Linked DNA regions of Oryctolagus cuniculus: region 2 is linked to region 1. A link is a contact called in public Micro-C data. All regions are on one chromosome and are shown on one strand. Each heading gives the region's core, a stretch centred on a gene start, on an enhancer-like site or on the middle of the called end of the contact. The rest is flanking DNA. Distances are from core to core; before and after follow the strand shown. Region 1 overlaps PDLIM5 (PDZ and LIM domain 5). Region 2 has its middle 52 kb from the start of PDLIM5.

Region 1 (5,562 bases), core at 1,360-3,859:
TATGGATAAAAATTTTATTTTTATTGTTTTTGACAGGCAGAGTTAGAGAGAGAGAGAGAGAAAGGTCCTCCTTTTCCATTGGTTCACCCCCCAAATGGCTGCTACGGCTGGTGTACTGTGACAATCCGAAGCCAGGAGCCAGGAGCTTCCTCCTGGTCTCCCATGCGGGTGCAGGGCCCAAGCACTTGGGCCATCCTCCACTGCACTCCCGGGCCACAGCACAGAGCTGGACTGGAAGAGGAGCAAGCGAGACAGAATCCAGCGCCCCAACTGGGACTAGAACCCAGGGTGCCGGCGCTGCAGGCAGAGGATTAGCCAAGTGAGCCGCGGCGCCGGCCAAAGATCTTTTTAAGTAGTGATATTCCAAGTTCAATTTTGTAAAAATATGCAAGCATTTCCAGGAATAAAGAATTAAACCATCTGTTTGTGAAAATACATACACAGGAATTCTGTTCCTTGCATCATTATTTCACTCACCTCACAAGGAAATGGAGTGCAGTAATTACTTATGTCCAATAGATGGCGACCTTTACATTGTAGTCACCAAAACAGGCCCTGTGTAAAATGCTAAAATCCACTAGCAGACAATGAAGAGATCAATTATAAACACCCTGTAATTTACAATCAATCAAAATTTTGAGATTATACCCATTTTTTTAACCTGAAGTCTCTTCTCCAGGTTGGTGAACATATCCTGTGGTAATACCTATGATGGTATCAGCACACCATGCTATGATGGAAGCCTTGGTGCTCTGTGGTCTGGAGAAAGTCTAATTGTTATTTTTTATTTCACAAAAATACGTGTGACTATCAGGCAAGGGAACACTTTCCACTCTTTGCATAGCTTAAGAAGAACAGCAGTTTTGCATAATATACTCAACAGACATGTGTCTTCATAAGGATAAGCTACAAAAGATTAGCATGTTTGTGATACATATCAATAATGAAGACACAGGATAGGTAAGCAAACTGATTTTTTCCCTAAACTATTTTATGTGGGTCATATGAATATCTATGAATGGACTAAAATTTTAAAAGTTTGTGAAAGGGTATGTTTAGAAATACTTATGCAGTTTGCTTCCTACATTTTCAATGACTGAACAAAGGTGATAGGTTCTTGTTCCAGAAGTAACTGAAGATTTATTATTCCAGTGCCAGAGTGTCATTCTTATGGTCTTCAACTAGCAAGCAGGTAGATGTTATAGTTCTATGACAGGGTAGAAGAGGATATCTTTTCTCTTAACGGTTTTCCACTACTGTACAGTGTAGCTAGTAACCCGAGTTTCAACTGCTTTCCTACTAGAGGGAAAAGCAGTCACTACTCTCTTGGTAAATATTTTAATTCTTCAAAAATGCCATATCATGCATTATAATTCATAACCGTAGTCTGTGAAACATCAGAACCTATCATTCCTTAAGCAAGGAAGAGAAAGAACAGATAAAAGTATGTTCTTGTTCATGATGTCCTAGTTCCTTTGTTGCTAAATTAAAATGGTTCATACTTATGTAAATAGATCATAGAGGCAGTAAGAATTAAAAACTAAGCATTAGATTCATACTAATATTACCATTCAGTAGAAACTTAAAAAATGGTTGAGATCCAGAAAGGTAATCTTTAACTAAAAATAAATTGTACTGTGCTTTACAAAATGATGCATTATATATAAATACATACATACATACACACACACTACATTTGTAAGATGATTAAATAAATTTCCCATGGCATTTGCACTCAGCACATTCTTAGCAGCATGCCATTGGGACTTTCAACAGGATGAGTCTTCTTCATTCCGCGGGATTATTCAGCATATTACAAGGCATTTAATCTCCCTGGCCCCCAGCAGCCCCTTCCTGACCTCATCATCTCTGCGTAGTACCCTACACATTTTCAGAGGCCACAAAGCAGCGCCTTCCCCGGGAGAGAAGTGGAAATGAACTTTTCAGGATATGAAGAAAACAGCAAATAAGATTATTAAGTGACTGATTACATGGCTAATACATGTGATTATAAAATACTGCATATGGAAAATTCTAACAGGCAAATCACAGTAATATTATACGCGCTCCTTTCCCACTTTAAGTGTTTACTACATTTACTGTATGCTAATGCTGCATTTTAAAGCTCCTCTTGCAATGCTGTATTCATACGGCTGACTGTATTTGACTTTTACATACATTTATCTACTCACTACTCCTGGGCTGCCTCTGATGCAATCAGCAAATAAATACTCCTTACTTGATGCAAACAAAACTGAGTGTACCTTCCTTTTGACTGCCATACACCAGTAACTAATCTTTTATTTTAAAACTTCCCCAAATGGTGTGGTTGTGGTCTGGGTTGAAGACTTAAGGAGAAGAGATGAGAAATGACAAAGAAAAGAGAAAAAGATTAATAAAAGGAACATGCTGAACTGAGGCCCAAATTATAAATCTAAGACTATAATTCTGCAGCAGATCAGGTTCTCCAGAAAGCAGATTGCAAGACTGGTTTAGCATGGCGGATGCTTCCTAAAAAGTGCCCCTAGGATCAACAGCTGTGAAAGAGAGAAGCCGAGGAGCAGGAGTTGGCAGAAGGGAGAAGTCCAGTTGCTACTCAGGACTTAGGACAGGCCCGGCCCATGACACAGCAGCTCCCAAGCTAGAACGGCCTTCCAAGTTGTCCTCAGCGGGGCTGAAGTGGCCACGCTTTTCACCTCTTCTCTCTGAGTCAGTTCACCGAATGCAGGCATCTTCACTAAGCCTGTGGCTTGTGGGGAGAGGTGCAGCTGGTAATTTGTGAAGGGGCTGACACATGCCGGCTGACCGCCAGCAGAGGCGGTATCAAGCCCTCCACCAAAGTGGTATCTGTATAGAATTACAGTGTCCAGCAGATGCTAAGTACATATTTTAAAGAAGTGAAAACTCAGTGGCAGAGAGTAGTAATTACAAATCTGAGTCTAAAACTGAGAACTGACACTCCTTGTTTCTTGCGATTCCTTATCTTTCCACTTTCCAGAGCTTCTGCCTATTTTCAAAAGAATAATCAAGGGATTATTTACTCGGTGTAAGGAATCTTCTTGAATAAGATAAGCAAAAGAAACTAGTCCAAAAAATTCTAGCCAGTTTTTTTTTTTAATAGAGAGAAAACTATGCTCTCAAATTAATCACTAAATTATGAATAAATCATTGTTTTGTCTAATTTTTAACATTCTAGTTTTATTTTTATCTGGCTTTATGGGGGCTGGTGTTGTGCCATAGCTGGTAAAGCTGTACCCTGCAATGCCAGCATCCATATGGGCACCAGTTCGTGTCCTGGCTGATCCACTTGTGATCGAACTCCCTGCTAATGGCCTGGGAAAAGCAATGGAGGATGGTCCAAGTGCTTGGGATCCTGCTATCCATGTGGGAGACTCGGATGAAGCTCCTGGCTCCCAGCCCATGCTCAGCTGTTGTGGCCATCTGGGGAGTGAACCACACGATGGACAATCTTTCTCTCTCTGTCTCTCCTTCTGTAATTGTGACTTTCAAATAAATACATAAATCTTTTTTAAAAATATGACTTTTATGTATGCTCCAGTGGACATCCCATTCTGTTCCTTACATATATGCTTCCAGGTCTTCAGTAGGAAAGACATTAAACTGATAATAATCAGGGCTGGCATGAATGAGAGGTGCAATGTGCACTTTATTAGCAAGTTGACCAGCCTCCCTGGTTCTTCATTTTGTAATTTGACTCAAAAGTGATGAGATATAGTACAATAATTACCCAGGTAAAATGCTATGGACAGTGATGAGAATGTAGGTTATTTGCCTCTATGCCTAGGAATTATGCTATGCTATTGCGCTTTCCCTCCTATCTCACCTTTCAGCCACTCTGATCATCTGACCTGCGTGCTAGCACTGCACCATTCAATACTTGCTTTCCTCTCCCATGAACAATGTGGAAAATTGTTAAGAGTAACTTCCCAATGTCACATTAAAAACAAGCTTGAGATAAAGAAAGTCTGCATGAGACAGACAAACAAAAACAAGTCATAAATTAGGTCACTAGGCTTACAACAATATTTTTCCAAGAAGCCTTTATAATTTTTGGCTGGCTTTTCAGCTAGGAATATAAGATGTCCCGAGAGATTTGTTGAGCTCCAGAATTGAACTTCCAACAGGGTCAAATGGAATGTCATCTGTGGTCCTGGCTGAACATTTATCCACATATTCAAGTATGGAGTATTAAATTTATCTAAGTCATATTTTTCAATAACATATGAAATGCTTTGTCTTTAAGCAAGATATCAAATTTTTATTTTCAAGTGCATCCATTTCAGGTTATAAAGTTCTAGCATGTTCTCTCATCTATATTAGAGAAAAATTATTTTATTGGTCTAAAACTCTTTCTAGTAGTTTTTCCAACCAACTATGCAGTTAATCTAGAAATCTGGTCTTAATGGAAAATATTATGTTTACCACACCATCTTATTGTTATTATATTTAATGTTGCTTTTAGACATCATCTGAGATCATGGAATGATAACTGAAAATTGGATATCCTGGTTTAAGAAAGTAGATTTTCTTGCAGAGGCCAGAGGCAGAGTTATAACTGGGAGGGATGTCTTGGCCATAAAAGCATAAGCTGGCAGAACCTACTGTATCTAATGAAAACTGATGGAATAAAACACATTTTAGACATCATGAAATGCAGTAGAAATGAGCATAGATAAATCCTAGAATTGTTTTTCTTTTTCATTACATTTTGCAGGCCAAATTTTAAATAGTAACCAATCATTAACTGAAACTAACGTCATTTTCTCCAAATTATCAGACAGTTGTGGGTAGTCCATTTTGATAGTGAAGTGAAAGACACCTGGGAAAATAAATATGAATCTTGGAATGCCAGCAGGATTCTTCAGGAAATCACCTTCACACAAAGAAAAATTCTATGCTGTGCCATAGTAGTCTACCTGATCTTACGTGTTACCTAGGGTGTCATATTAAATAAAACCCAGGCTGAGGTGGTCAGGGAGAGATCAAGATGGGCCTTTGCTGTGTTTTACACTCATATTTTAGTAACCTCACAAATTTAAAAAAAAAGTTTTCCAAGGCCAGCACTGTAGTGTAGCAGGTAAAGCCACTGCCTGCCATGCTGGCATCCCATATGGGTGCGGGTTCAAGTCCTGGTTGTTCCACTTCTGATCCAGCTCTCTGCTGTGGGCTGGGAAAGCAGTGGAAGATGCCCCAAGTCCTTGGGCTCTTGCACCTGCATGGGGGACCCAGAGGAAGCTCTTCGCTCCTGACTTCTTATCGGTACTGTTCTGGCCATTGCGGCCATCTTGGGGAGTGAACCAGCAGAGAGAAGACCTTTCTCTCTGCCTCTGCCTCTCTGTAACTCTGCCTTTCAAATAAATAAATAAATCTTGTAAAAAAAAATGTTTTCCAGGGGCAGCAGGCATTATGGTGCAGAGTTAAGTCACAACTTGGGACACTTGCTTCCCACATTGGAGTGCCTGGGATCCAATTCTATATCCATTTCAATGCAGTTTCCAGCTAATGCGCCTGGGAAGCAGCTGATGATGGCTCAAGTACCTG
Region 2 (5,562 bases), core at 1,553-4,052, 190 kb after region 1:
ATCTCAGTGATCCTGATGGAAGCATCCGCTGTCTCTTTGATAAAAACCAAAGCTCCCAACATGTTCTGTTTTTCCAGCTTCAATAAGGTCTATAAGTAAAAAAGCAGAGAACGAAAATGCATTACCCTTTCTTTAAAATGATATACAAAGGAATATTTTGAGAGGTTATAAAATATCATTCTTCACCTGCAAATAGGAATATATTCACATCACACAAATCAGAAATTGCAAGGAGCAAGGGTCCGTTGTAGCAGTGAACTTGCCCCCTTGGAACACATGCCACAATGAAGTGCCTGGTTCCACTTCCAATTTCCTGCTAATGTGCACCCGGGGAGGCAACAGGTGGTGGTTCAAGTATTTAGGTCTGTGCTTCCCATGGGAGATCCAGATTGAGTTCCTGGTTCCTGACTTTGGCCTGGTCCAACTCTGGCTGTTGGGGAAATTTGGAGAATGAGCCAGTGGATGGAAAATCTCTCTTTCTCTGCCTTTCAAACAAAATGATGTTTTATACAATGATGCTTTTTAATGGCAAGTCAATTTCCTTACATGTAGTGATTGAGTCTCATTGATCAATTGTTAGTTGCTGCCTGAGGAATCAGACGGAGAAGGATTTGGAGGTTTAGCTCAGGTTCAGTGAGAAGGAATGTTGTGATTTCAAATTTTGAAAGAATTTTTAAACATTAGTGGATTCGGAGAAGTTACAGCTATTCTTCACAGGAAGAAATATTCTAGTATGTTAAGTAGAGCAGTGATGCATATCTCAAAGAAGTACTCTTTTGGATAAAAAAAAATCATTTTAAAAATTAAAGGCTCCTGGGGCCAATGCTGTGGCTTAGTGGGTAAAGCCATCGCCTGCAGTGCTGGCATCCCATATGGGTGCCAGTTCGAGTCCTGGCTGCTCCACTTCCAATCCATCTCTCTGCTGTGGCCTGGGAAAGCAGTAGAGGATGGCCCAGGTCCTTGGGCCCCTGCACCCTCGTGGGAGTGTGGGAGACCCCATGGAACCTCCTGGCTCCTCGCTTCGGATCAGCCTAGCTCTGGCCATTGCGGCCATCTGGGGAGTAAACCAGTGTATGGAAGACCCCCCACCCCCGTGTCTCTGCCTCTCCTTCTCTCTGTATAACTGACTTTCAAATAAATAAATAAATTTTAAAAAAATTAAAGGCCTCTCAGCTATTTCGAAGAATGTTTTGTTGTTGTTGTTGTTGTTGTTTGTTTTTGCAAAAATCACTCATAGTGTTGTGGTAAATAATTAAGTAATCTAACTCCTAGGTGAGGTCAGTTGAGCTATGGGAATGAAATGGAACCTGATTTGGGAAGAAGATAAGAAATAGCAAACTGTGGACAGGAGGCACAGAAGGCTTCCTAACAGATACAATTCCATTTATTTACTTCATTTATTTGAGAGACGGACAACTCCCCATCCTCTGATTACTTCCTCAAATGCCCCCAATGCTGGGGCTGGGCTGGGCCAAAGCCAGGAGCCAGAAACTCAATCCAGATCTCGCATATGAGTGGCAAGAACCTAATTACTGGACCCATGATTGGTGCCTCCCTGAGTCTGCATTAGCATGAGTCAGGAGCTGGAGCCAGGAATCAGGCACAGGTACTCCACTGTGCGATGTGGGGGCTGAGTGCCTGCCCTTACAATTCTTGGAAGAGATTTTGGCCCTCCGGGTTGCCAATGTCTTATCTAGGTCACAGATGAAAACATCAGACAGAACCAGGCCTTGGTTTGACACCTGCTAAACATTATTTATGTCTTAAGACTGACATCAAACCATTGGTAGCTATTCTATTTATAAGTTTCCTGAGCAGTCTTTGGAGTTTTCAGGTATGAAGTATAGTAGTGCTCTCAGCTCCTAGCTGATACATTTCCTGAAAATACAATTCTCTGAATTAGTGGAGGAATCTTTCAAAGGCTCTGAAGACTCTCACCTATACTTGTGGGGAAGCGGACATTCTATGAGACAAACCTTGGGGAGATTTATATTTTATATAAATATAAACATAAATATATAAACAAACTATGTGATGTAAGTCATTTTGTATAAATCCTTTAATCTCACTGGACCTCAGAAAATGAAGGTTGACCCAGATCAGCATTGCCCAACCTATGACCTCCAGATTTCAGAGAATTCTATCCACTGCCAACTGCCCAAAGGTGCAACTACAACTCATGCATTATTCGCCTGAGTCCTGCTACCCCATGAGAAAGGCTGTGGACTTGTTCTTAGTAAGGGTGGGAATGGCTGGTACAGGTTACGGAAAACAGGCTGCTAGCTCTCTGTTAGCCTGTGACCCATAGAACTGTCTTCTGTATTTATCAAGAGTAAGAGTATTTGACAACAGTAAGAATAATTGCTTCTTTTTTTTTTTTAACCATACAATAGCCTTGAGGCCTATGAAAGTATAATATATTTCTCCCTTATTATATGATGGTTTCTTAATTGACACAGAAATTGAATGCTGCCTTTTGGGTAAGTTTGTTTCCTTCGGTGTAGATATGTGATCCTGATTATATTTGGTACCCCTCCTTGATAATAAATAATCTACCATGGATGTCCTATTTAATTAATTGCATCCTCTGGTTGATAAATTCCAATGAGAAACCAGTGCTGAACATACAGTAATTTACTTTAATAAAAGATGCAATTTGACTTTTCCCAGAATTGAGCAGTGGAGTTTCACCATCAGTTAACATGAGCTATGGAATCTTGGCTCTCTTCAGAGCTGCATGTGGCCAGATACTCTTGTATTAGCGCCAGTAGATACCTCATCTATGATGTCAAAACTCGCAGGAAATTTGAGCTAAGAATGTGTGTTACGCACTCAGGAGGACACCAAAGGAAGAGGTTTAGGTCATACAGACAGACTGTATTTGGAATTGACGTCTTTGAGAGATCAAACTGCCACTGATATTTTAAAAACTTTAACCATGATACATCTTTAGAGGAATATCATAGGCAGCTACATACAAACTTGTATCAGATGTGCTCATGGAGGAATGCCAGGGACTCTCGCCTTCTAATCATACCCTGAAACTGTTCATTTTCCATTTCTAAGAGTGGGTTACTTTTTTTTAAAATCTAACTAGAAAATAAGATGTTGCCATCTTGAAAGTGGTGGTTTGGGGGCCTAATACATAAACTCAGTGATTCCCTTCGTGTAGACCCCAGAACTTGTGCCGTAGGAAAGAAGTAGACTGTGGATATACATCAGAGCCCATGAATGAGCTGAGGCAGTGAGCCTGAACTGTGACTGTTGAGATACTATTTTGAATGTTCCCACTGCTACCTTTTCAATGCATCATGTTGTGGCTAATATTATATTAATTCATTAAAACTACATTACTGAAGCTATAATTTTTAAATAGCATTTTTGATGTTACACGTACTTTAACTCACCCACATTGCTTGCCAAGGTCCCTAACTTTGAAAACGTTGGGAACCACCATCTTAGTGCACTTCAGGTGAGTGACAGGCTGGTGGACAGCTATTTTGAGCAAAGGGGCTGTCTTGTCACAGCTGCCTGTGTACTGGATAAAGGGCAAAGCAAGCCTTGAGAAGGAGCAATCCTATTTAGAACTCAGCTGGCCACAGGCTACATTTTACTTGTCACTACAGTACATGGTGTGACCAACAAGTTCTTGCTCAGATCCCAGGTGTCACCTTATTTCTGAGCTATTGAACCAAAAATAACAATAAAAAAGGCAACAGATTCTAAATGTTCTACCAAGATTACAACTCTCAGGTATTTTACCTCTAAATTAGTGGAATTTCATAGTTAGTAAAACTACATAGCAGGTGTTTTCTGTAGGAAGAGAAAATGAGCAGTTACTGGCCAGAATAAATACTAAAACCACTATCTGTATAGGAAGTCAAACTGAAGAGTGACGGCGGTGGCAAGTGAGGGGACTGCTGCCCTCTAGTGGTGACCTCTCCCTCTCTCACTTCACGTGGAGAACGTGTAAGCAAACTTGGTCAACTGCATCTAAAATACCAAACCTGTGTAGTGAAACATCAGCCCTTTTCAAGTTTTTGGGAGGTTATGACATAAAAGGAAAGGCATTGGGAGGAGACAGGTACTGAGTCTAAATCTATAGTCTTAAAATGCCACTATATTTTACTTAAAGTATGTCTCAAATTTTCCTTTTCCTTTTTCTGATTTAATATGATGTCTCTATTTGCCCCAGTCTTTCTGTTCTTGATGTTGGTACTTTAACTTGGATGGTGGTAATAAATGTGTATCTGGTTCCTAATGCTTACCTCTGCCCTCATCTATCTTCAGTTGTGCTACTAAATGATTTTTCCTAATACCCTAATACCTTTACATCAAAAATGCTATTTAAAAATTACAGCTTCAGTAATGTAGTTTTAATGGATTAATATAATATTAGCCACAACATGATGCATTGAAAAGGTAGCAGTGGGTATTAGGGTTGATGTTGTGCAGTTAGAACTTGAAATTGTGCTTCAGCTTTCAATGCCTCCATTCAGAATTTACATTGATTTTACCTGCTTATTTCCTAGTATTTTCACATCATCCTCTCTAGTATTCCTGATCAGCCAGCTACTCAAGTGTGTTCCTTCACTGTTCAACACACATGAGCTGTTCTTAGTCTCTACCTTTTTTCCCCAAGGTTCTTCCCTCATTTATCCACTCCTAACCCTGTGTCCACAGAGTCCTCCCATGTGTCCAATTCCCACCCATTCTCTGAGAGCCATTATATGCCATTATTTCCGTGAGGACTTTCTTAAACTAGTATGGCCATAATAACTTGTCTCGTAATTCCTATGGCCTATTTTGGATATACCATATCTTTTGGTGCTTGATTTTTTTATAAGAGGAAGTTACATCATCATACTTATTCCATGACATTACTCTTCAGTCTCATTCTGGTCAAATTTTATACTGCTGGTTGCAGATTACTGTAATAATGTCCCCACTTTGTTCATGCCTCCTTGTATCCATGCTTGTGAACAGACTCTTCTATAATGAATTGGGACTTATAAATCTGATATAAAAAATGTGACATAATTTGGGCAAATAGACAATAAGCAAATGTGAAGCAAAAAGAGACTTGGAAAATGTTGTGCACTGAGGACTACCTTCCCTTGTTTCTTGTGGGAACCCTGTGACACTCATGTAAAAACGTTTGGGTTATCCTGACAGACACACTTGGCCCAGTACTCCCTGTTCCCCAATTCAGCCAGTACCAATTGCCAGACATGTGACTGTGGCTATCCTAGACTGAAGCTGCATGTTTGAGCCCAGGAAAGACCAGCAGAAGAACTGGAAAACTGACATTGCCAGCTGGCACTGTCAACTGCAAAATAATTCTTGTCTTAAGTGAGTAGTTTAAAGGGAACTTGTTTTGCAGCAAAAGCTAACTGATATAACACTTATTTGTTAGCCAATTATTACTTGAGTGTTAGATGTGCTGTAATGTGAGCTGAGAACAAGAACTGTGACATTTTTTCCAAAAAAATCTTCAGAATTTTAAACAGTGCTAGGCCTATAAGTAATACTGCATAGACATTTGAATTAAATTTTTCCTCT

Evidence for each region. Hi-C and Micro-C count contacts between places; a contact is called where the count stands out from the background.
Region 2: a contact with region 1 is called in a Micro-C map of ear pinna, with 13 times the contacts expected there. The contact joins two enhancer-like sites. A contact is called at or near these places in 5 of 6 Hi-C or Micro-C datasets (ear pinna, embryonic fibroblasts, psoas muscle and 2 more).

The regions. Positions count from the first base shown.
Region 1 is chr8:70,875,727-70,881,288 of mOryCun1.1, forward strand. The region is part of intron 8 of PDLIM5 (PDZ and LIM domain 5); the gene reads right to left. Among named protein-coding and RNA genes, the nearest start is that of PDLIM5, 140 kb to the right of the region's middle. Within about 2 kb of position 2,610, at least 1 of the 8 cell types and tissues checked has an H3K27ac peak or open chromatin away from gene starts, as enhancers often do.
Region 2 is chr8:71,065,734-71,071,295 of mOryCun1.1, forward strand. No RefSeq gene overlaps it. Among named protein-coding and RNA genes, the nearest start is that of PDLIM5, 52 kb to the left of the region's middle. Within about 2 kb of position 2,803, at least 3 of the 8 cell types and tissues checked have an H3K27ac peak or open chromatin away from gene starts, as enhancers often do.